Regions from separate parts of the Sus scrofa genome. Here region 2 is linked to region 1. Evidence: chromatin contacts called from public Hi-C data. All regions are on one chromosome and are shown on one strand. The core of a region is the stretch at or near the end of the contact, and the rest is flanking DNA. Distances in the headings are between cores, read along the strand shown.

The links. A called contact is a pair of places that touch in the nucleus more often than the background predicts.
Region 2: a contact with region 1 is called in a Hi-C map of liver, with 5 times the contacts expected there. The contact joins the enhancer-like site here to the promoter of HABP4 in region 1. A contact is called at or near these places in 1 of 5 promoter capture datasets (liver), 12 of 47 Hi-C or Micro-C datasets (alveolar macrophages, embryonic fibroblasts, fetal heart ventricle and 5 more) and 1 of 2 datasets of contacts at active chromatin or transcription factors (skeletal muscle).

What each region holds. Positions count from the first base shown.
Region 1 is chr10:25,633,796-25,638,121 of Sscrofa11.1, forward strand. It overlaps HABP4 (hyaluronan binding protein 4), which reads right to left and starts at 2,205. Exons shown (of 8, transcript NM_001244681.1): 1 at 1,751-2,205. The coding sequence starts at 2,114.
Region 2 is chr10:25,777,896-25,782,485 of Sscrofa11.1, forward strand. It overlaps SLC35D2 (solute carrier family 35 member D2), which reads left to right. Exons shown (of 10, transcript NM_001244362.1): 7 at 1,053-1,120. Among named protein-coding and RNA genes, the nearest start is that of SLC35D2, 42 kb to the left of the region's middle. Within about 2 kb of position 2,371, at least 2 of the 83 cell types and tissues checked have an H3K27ac peak or open chromatin away from gene starts, as enhancers often do. A contact at or near this core is called in liver, where this site is marked.

The sequences.
Region 1 (4,326 bases), core at 955-3,454:
ACTCAATGCAGGTTGCAATCCAGTTTAAAGCATCTAAATTTAGAAAAAAAGGAAATAGTTTTGTGCGTTTATGTAAAGGCAAGCTGTTAACGCTAAGAAAAATATGGGATTTTCACTTCATATATTTCTTAATTGTTTAAGATTTTAATAAAATGCATGGCATTTTTAAGAGTAAAAAGGTTAAAAAGCAATATTTTGACCGAGAACTAAATTCAGTTTTGCACTAAAGATAAAACACATATTTTCATTTGTTAAAAAAATAAAGCTTAGCCTTTCTCAATTTTCATTATTATGATAGTTATTGCAATAGATTTCAGAGAAAAAATAGAACATAATACTAAATGTACACTATATCTCGTCTCATTGTTTTAAATAGGCTCATAAATGTACTGGCCTACCAAGGGGTCTCAGGATAGCCAATAGTATTTCAAATAATTTTCTTTTTAATCTTCTCTATGATTGTCTATATAAGCTTTACTACAGTGACTTAATTTTCTGATTCTCAAGAGATACTGCCCGATTAAACTTCGCACAGATAAAGGGAAACATTACCTAGTTGCAAGACGCAAAGCCCCAACGCTGAAATCAGGAGTTGTTCACTTAGGGCTGGGCTGCACACTTTTTATCAAGCAAGGAACAAGCCAGTAAAGCCCAGTGGAATACACTGCCAAACACTGGCTCGGATGGTCTTAACACTCTTTTTTTGGGAAACCTTAGCACCAAATGCCTTCGAGTCCTAGAAGAAACAGGGGGAGTCCTGGAGACTTTGCCACTGATGCAGTTCAGGTGAGAAAGGACACTTGGGCACCCACCATCCCTGAATGCAGACAGTAGTATACCATTGCACTGGCCGTTCTGGCTAAGCAGGTTGTGGGGAACTTTGAATATTCGTGTTGAAAAAATTAAAAACGCTCTTCTTAAGGCAGTCAGAGTTAATCACAAGTTACACAACCCATCAACACTGCTTGCTGCCTTGAAAACGTACCGGACGACTGCTGGAAGCTATCCTAAGAAGGATGGGTGAAGGCACAGAACTTGGAAGGCGCCGGGGACCCCGCGGCCACCCCCGCCGCATTCCGCTGGCGGCCCTGACGTCACAGCCCGCCCCCGCGGTCACTCGGGCCTTCCCTCCATCACAGAGGATCCAGCCCCTCACCCCGGAGATCCTTCACACGTCCCGGGCTCTCGCAGCCACTCCCAAAGGGCCGGGTTGCGCCCTTCTCCATCCTCCTTAAGAGGGGCGCTCCTCTCCCCTTCCCACCACCCTTTTCTTTCTACCTCCCGATGAGAATCTTGCAGAGGTTAGGCTGGAGGATGGAGAAGGTCCCGGCTAGTTCTATATTTGAGAGCCCCAGGGCAGCGACCCCAGTGTTCGCCCCTACACCTCAACCCCAGAAATAGTCCTCAACTTTGGCCAACTTGTAAAGGCTCAGCCGCAGGGTTTTGAAACCCCCTATTCCAAGCTTGCACTCTCCCTTGCCCCCAGAAGGGACTAAAAAAGGCCAGAAGTGGCGTGACACCCCCGATTCCCGTCCTTTCCCCCACCTTCCTGGGCCACAAGGACCCTCAACTCCAGCCAACTCTTTCCAGAGCCCCTTGCTCTTTCTGAACAGGTTCCAGGGACCCCAGTCTCGCAGCGGGGGATCGTGAGGGAGCTGAGGAAGGGTGACCTCCTTGACCCCATTCTCCTTTCCCTCCTGCCCACCGCGCCCACCACGGGCCGCCCAGGTGCCGGGCGGGGCGCACGTACCAGGCGGCTGCGGGCCGCCCCCGGGGCTGTCCGGCTGCTGTGCGCCGGGGGCCGGGAGGCTCTTGCGCTCCTTCTGGGACTCCCTCCGGCCGCCGCCCGCGCCGGGTCTGTGGCCCGAAGCCCCAGCCGGGCTCCTGCCACCGCGGTTGCCGGTCCCCGCTGCCACCGCCGCCGCCGCCTCGTCGCGCCTCTTGCGCTGCAGCTGCTGCTGGCGCCGGCGCTCGGCCTCGCGCAGGATGTCGAACGGGTCTGACTCGTCGTCCAGCAGCTGGTGGAAGCGGTTGGCCACTACGCAGCCGAAACTCTCCTGCATCACGGCGCCTGCGGCGGCCGCGGCCACAGGACTCCCCAGAGCGCCCTTCATGCCGCCGCGGCCACTGCGGGCCCGCCGAGGGCAGCCCACGCGAGCAAGTCTCAACGAAGCCGGCGGCGAGGACCCATCCTACCCGCAGCTACTGCCCTCCCTGCCCTGCCCAGTCCCGTCCCTCCCAGCGCCCGCCCCCGCGCCGCCGCCGCCGCCCGCCCAGCCGCTACCAGACAGCCAATCAGCGCACGCGGACACGCCCCCTTTCCTAGCCGGCACGACTGGAAACCCAATCAGCGACTGGCTGCTGTCACGTCATGCGACCTCTATGCCCCGCCCCACGACTCGGCAGGGAGGGGTGGGGCCCAAGGGGCGGAGCTAGGCAGCTGGGCTATGAGGGTGGATCCTAGCCATTATTTGCGTTCTCCCTGAATTCATCATCGGCCACTCTTCTTTGAAGTTTATATATTGGTTGAGCCATTCAACAACTACACAGTGGACACTATATGTGCCAGACATTATGTTGTAGGAGATATTAGCTCCTTGTTTTCGTGGATCTTACAGTCTATAGGCAGAAAAGTGCTCTAAAAGAAAGGCCCATACTTCTCTATGATCCTATAGCAAAGGGACCTGACCTAATTAAGAAGCCTGAAAAGACTTTCCCTGGGAAATGATGGTTAAGCTGAGATCTGAAGGATGACAAGGGCCAGGAGCAAAGGCAAGTCCTGGAATCTTGAGCTGGGGTGAAGCACAACCCATTCAAACTCAGTGAACCAGTTTGCAGAGTTAGGGGAGGGCCTGACTGGTGAGGTATAGGCATGTGGTGCAAATCTGGCAGAACAAACCGTGGGTGAGTCTTCCGGAGGATTTCTTGGAGGAACATTTTTCTGGTACCTAAAAAGGGTTGGGAAGGGATCTGTCATCTTTCCACTTCTGTTTTTTGGTCCATGTTATGTGAGGGGGACATGATGCTTGGAGTTGCTGGCCCTTATTGTGACAGTGAGGGTGGCAGAGCAGAATGATGGAGAAAACCTTGTTCCTTGATGATGTGCTGCTGCTGACTTAACCACGGTCCGGAATCTACCTGCCTCAGACTTATTCTGTAAGACAGCAAATGCCATTATTGTTTAAACTAGTCTTCGTTATACTTGTTTCTTGTATCCAAAAGCATTCTGCTACAGCATCTTGCTTAGGTGGGTCATTACCAGCTTTTGCTGTCCTTTAATAGCAAATGGAAAAAGAACTCTTAATCCTAAAACTGCTGCCAGGTCTGTGTTTTACTCACTTATTCAATTTTCTGTCATTCACAAGGAGTAGGACAGGGATGATGTCTGTCGTATTCATTGCAACTTATATCCCCAGTGCTTAGCATTCTAGGTAGCTGTACAGTAGGTTCTCAGGAAATATTTGTTGAATGACTGAAGATTTTAAGGTAGCTGGTCTTCTCCTTCTTGGAGTCAGTGGAGGTTTATGATTAAAAGCCTATTTTTTTTTTTTAATCTAAAAGAGGAGCAGGTGTTCAAACAAAAACTTGTAACTGATCTTCATAGTTGCACTACTCACAATAGCTAAAATGTAGAAACAAACAAAGTATATCAACTGATGAATGAATAAACAAAATATGGTGCAATAGATTAATATTTGGCCAAAAAGAGTGCCTCTTGTGGCTCAGCAGGTTAAGAACCCAACTAGAGGAGTTCCAGTTGTGGCTTGGTAAGTTAATAACCTGACTAGTTAGTATCCCTGGCTTGGTTCAGTGGATTAGGATCTGGCGTTGCCATGAGTTATGGTGTAGGTCGCAGACATGGCTCGGATCGTACATTGTTTCGGCTGTAGTGTAGGCTGGCAGCAGCTCTGATTCGACCCCTAGCCTGGGAACTCCCGTATGCTGCAGGTGCAGCCCTAAAAAGCAAAAAAAAAAAAAAAAAAAAAGATTCCAGCTAGTATCCATTCCTGGCTTTGCTGAGTGAGTTAAGGATCCCAAAATTCCACAAGCTGCAGTGTAGTTTTCAGATGAAGCTCAGATCTGGCATTGCTGTAGCTGTGGCATAGGCTGGCAGCTGTAGCTCTGGTCCAGTCCCTAGCCTGGGAACTTCCATATGCCAAGGGTGAAGCCCTAAAAAAAAAAAAAAAAAAAAAAAAAAAAAGACAAAAAGATATTTGGCCAAAAAACGGGAATGAAGTACTGATACTTGTTATAGCACAGATGAACCTTGAAATCCTTATGCTAAGTGGAAGAAGCCAGACACAAAAGGTCAAATATGCTTCTATT
Region 2 (4,590 bases), core at 1,121-3,620, 140 kb after region 1:
TGAAGAGGGTCAGAGATTGACCTTGTGTGTGACTCACTGTACTGGGGGTTCATTCCTGCACCTTGGCCTTACAGTCACCAGGTCTGATAATAGCACCTTTAAAAAAAATTTATTATGGCTGATTTACAGTGTTGTCAATTTCTGTTGTACAGCAAAGTGACACAGTTATACATAAATACACATTCTTTTTCTCACATTATCCTCCATCATGTTTCATCACAAAATAGCACCTTGATTCTATCTACCTCTGATTAACAAAGTCAGGAATGCTGGCTCCTCTTATTAACAAATTAGGCCCTTGGAAAATAGTGGGTGAACTTTCTTTAGTTATTTGAATCACTCAATAAGTTCAGAGTACATTGAGTGTATTGCACTTGATGAATACAAATGCTGCAGTTGATGAATAGGGATAGGACTTTTTTTCTGATTAAGAAAACGTATTAATGGAGTTCCTGTCGCAGCTCATGGAACAAACCTGACTTGTATCCATGAGGATGCAGGTTCGATCCCCGGCCTTGCTCAGTGGGTTAAGGATCTGGCGTTGCTGTGAGCCGCATCTGCAACCTACACCACAGCTAATGGCAACGCCGGATCCCCAACCCACTGAGCAAGGCCATGGATCAAACCTACAACCTCATAGTTCCTAGTCGGATTCGTTAACCACTGAGCCACGACAGGAACTCCAAGATTTTTTTGTTTTTCTTTTTAGGGCTGCACCTGTAGCATATGGAAGTTCCCAGGCTAGGGATCAAATTGGAGCTTCAGCTGCCAGCTTCCATCACAGACAGCCACAGCAACTCCAGGTCTATTGCAACCTACACCACAGCTTGTGGCAATGCTGGATCCTTAACCCACTGAGTGAGGCCAGGGATTGAACCTACATCCTCATGGATCCTAGTTGGGTTTGTTATAGCTGAGCTACAGTGGGAAATCCTTACCCAGGAATTTTGAAACTGCATTTTCTGTTTGGAAAAGTGGTTCCTGTTCTAGCCTGTACAAATTGATAAAACCAGTGTTATTAATCTAACCATTAGTTTTCTTTTTGATGATAGGCCACTGAATTCAACCAATGGAAGAATGTTCTATTTATCATACAGTTTCTTCTTTCCTGCTTTTTGGGGTAAGAAACCATAGATGAGAAGCGTTTGTCTATGGTATCTCTTGACAAGTCAAATCAAAATATGCACTCTGTCTACCCTGGTAAAATCCCTTTGCTTGTGTTTTCTCTGACTTTTTCGGGAAAGTACCCCTCCTTTCCAGAAGAGTAAGTTGATGGGACCCTATGCTACATGTGAGCTCCAAAATAGGATGTTGCCTATTGACTTCTGAAAGTTAATTTGAACTGAAGTCAGCTACCTATCCAATTTGAATGTGCTTTTTGTCTTTGTCACAATGTCCCAAGTTTCCTGAGATCTTTCCCTCACATAAGGTTGTGGAAATAACAACACACTTTCTGTAGTGTTGTCCCTGTTATTCCCAGAGTGTTTTCTGAGAAGAGATGGTGAGGCCCATTATCTTGCCCAATAATTTTAGGCTTTTCTTAGAATTTTCCTTAGGTATACCTTCCCATTGAGAGGCTATACAGCTTGTGTCTTTTTTTTTTTTTTTTTTGTCTTTGTGCCTTTTCTAGGGCTGCTCCCTTGGCATATGAAGGTTCCCAAACTAGGGGTCTAATTGGAGCTGTAGCCGCCGGCCTATGCTAGAGACACAGCAATGCAGGATCCGAGTAGAGTCTGCAACCTACACCACAGCTCATAGCAATACCGGATCCTTAACCCACTGAGCAAGGCCAGGGATCAAACCTGCAGCCTCATGGTTACCAGTCACAGTGATCGAAGCCATTGCGAGCTTCTGAGCACATCCTTGGCTTTCAGACCAGCTGCCACTGGACTTGAGCTGTCCTCTCTCTGTGATTTGTGCTCAAGGAATGCCTCAGGGTAACGTGTGCACATCCCAACCCTTGACTCCATAGGACTCTTCTCTCAGCTCCTTTCTTATTTTCACTGCTTTCAAGTTTGCATTTCAGTCTTGTTTTTTTCTGACCACCAAACCTTTATCCGTAGTTGAAAATATAATTTAAAAATTATGACCCTTTAAAAATGTATGTGAAGATGCCAGTGAAATGGTGAAAAAGGCAGACTTTTGAGGTATGGGGAAGGACTCAGCTTTAAGAAATGCTGTTTGTAATTAAGAGTTTGTAAACAAAGCCTATCTATAATGAGATGAAATTGGATCGGTCAGGTAAACTGGATTGTGGGAGCCGTGATAATTTAATGCGGGCAAAGGTAAAATAAGTGACATTGAAGTTGACAAACTCGATTTAAAAAAGCCAGCTCTGCTAGTCTTTTGAATCTTGCCAAGAAACGACAGATAGGTTCTGGTTCATTCACACCAGCAGCTGGCACCAGCTCCCAGGCCCTGGAGGCAATTATCCTAATGTTTCTGCCCCAGTAGCAGCCTCTTTGATTCCAATGAAGCAGTAATATATTCCTTAATAGAAACACAAAAGTATCAATTTCCCCACTCTCAGCATAAAAAAAGGTTCTGTTCTTTGAACCTTTATTGTTACTGCCAAGACGTAGGGTCCAAGACAAACCAGGCTTCTGCTCATTGCTTGAGTAAAGGGGTGACAGAGACTTCAGAGTGCAGACACGCCCATCATTTTCCAACACCCCAAATTATAGTGTAAAATGGATGTTCCAGGAGAATGAATCATTTTTATCCCATGGCTCTGGCTTCCTTGGCACACCACTGAGGTCTTGGATGAGAGTGAATTCTTAGCAGAGATGAGCAAGATGAGATTACTTAAAAGCCTTTGAAATCTGAAATGAGAGAAAAATGTGGTTGGTGGGAGTATTCACGTGGCCTTTTATTATCTGAACATTTGTGTTGGATTTCTTTTATATGCTTGTACATGGAATGGTAACGAGCAACAAGGGCCTTTGAGTTCTGCTTGTGACTGCCATGAGTGTGCCATCCAGCTTTGGGTTAATCAGTTATTTTTTTGGTGTTATTTTCAGAAACAGGAAGAAACCTTTGAACAAGGGTTCTGGTCCAGGGGTTTCCACATGGGCACCGCCATCCCTTGAGGCCCTTATAAGCCAAAACACCAGCTGGCATCTGTTGTCAGAATAAATGTGTGTCATTTGTATGTGCCATTATTTTTCAAAGGTACTCAGATGATAAGTACGATTTTAAAGAGTATAGAAGGGCACAAAGCTACTGAGCATTCAGCAATGCTTTTAAAAATTATTTTATTTTTATTTATTTTTGTCTGGGAGTTTACATTTTATTTTTTTTTTATTAAAGTTGATTTACAGTGTTCTGTCAATTTCTGCTGTATAGCAAAGTGACCCAGTTATACATATACATACATTCTTTTTTTTATATTATCTTCCATCATGCTGCATCACAAGTGACTGGATACAGTTCCCTGTACTATACAGCAGGATCTCATTGCTTATGCACTCCAAATGCAATAGTTTGCATCTACTAACCCAAAACTCCCAGGCTATTCCACTCCCCCACATCCTTGGTAATATCTTTGTGTTTTTAAATTTAATTTAATTTTTTATTTTATTTTATTTATTTTTTTTTTGTCTTTTTGCCATTTCTAGGGCCGCTCCTGCAGCATATGGAGAGTCCCAGGCTAGGGGTCGAATTGGAGCTGTAGCCGCCGGCCTATGCCAGAGCCACAGCAACGTGGGATCCGAGCTGCGTCTGCAACCTACACCACTGCTCACAGCAATGCCGGATCCTTAACCCACTGAGCAAGGCCAGAGATCGAACCCACAACCTCATGGTTCCTAGCTGGATTCGTTAACCGCTGAGCCAGGATGGGAACTCCTGTTTGCATCTTTGTAATCCACAGATGCTAAAATCAAAACTGTCACGTGGAGGTTGGCATTTTTGACGTTAAAAGTGGAGGGTCTCTTAGTTCAGAAACTTGATCTTAGCCAAAGGACTGTATAGGTACATATTTGTATATAGAAATAGATTGTTTCTTAGAAAAAAAATTTTTAATATACTTTGATCCTAGTCATTTTGCAGTTAACCTCTCTAGGGACACCCTGTGGGTAGACGAAGCAGTGCAGCCTTTCTGTCAGCAGAAGGTGGCTGTTCCTGTACCAGATGTCCTCCGTCACTTAAGAGGGTTGCTGCTAATTCAGACCCCCCAGGAGGCTGCAGACAGGGACGCCTCCCCTCGCGCAGCCCAGCTGGTGGCTGAGTGTCCTGGTTGCCCACACTCATGGTGGATGGAGATTGGCCAAGGTGCTTTCACAAAAATGTAGAACGAAGAAAACATTGCATGATGAGGACACTGGAGTCGAAAATTTTAAGCAAAACTAGAACATAAAGGACATCTGTGATTGTGCTGGGTTTAAAACTGCACTCCAGTGTAGGAAGCCTGCAGGGAGCTTTTCTGTGTCCTGGAAATTAGGTTGGGCCCCTCCCATGAGCTGTAATCTCTGTTATTTTATTAGACTCTTAGCTCCTCCAGGATAGATGCTGAGGTTATATACTCCAGGCCCAGCAGAACATGGAGCCAAGTAATATCAAGTTGATGTTCATTTTATGCATGCATAGGAT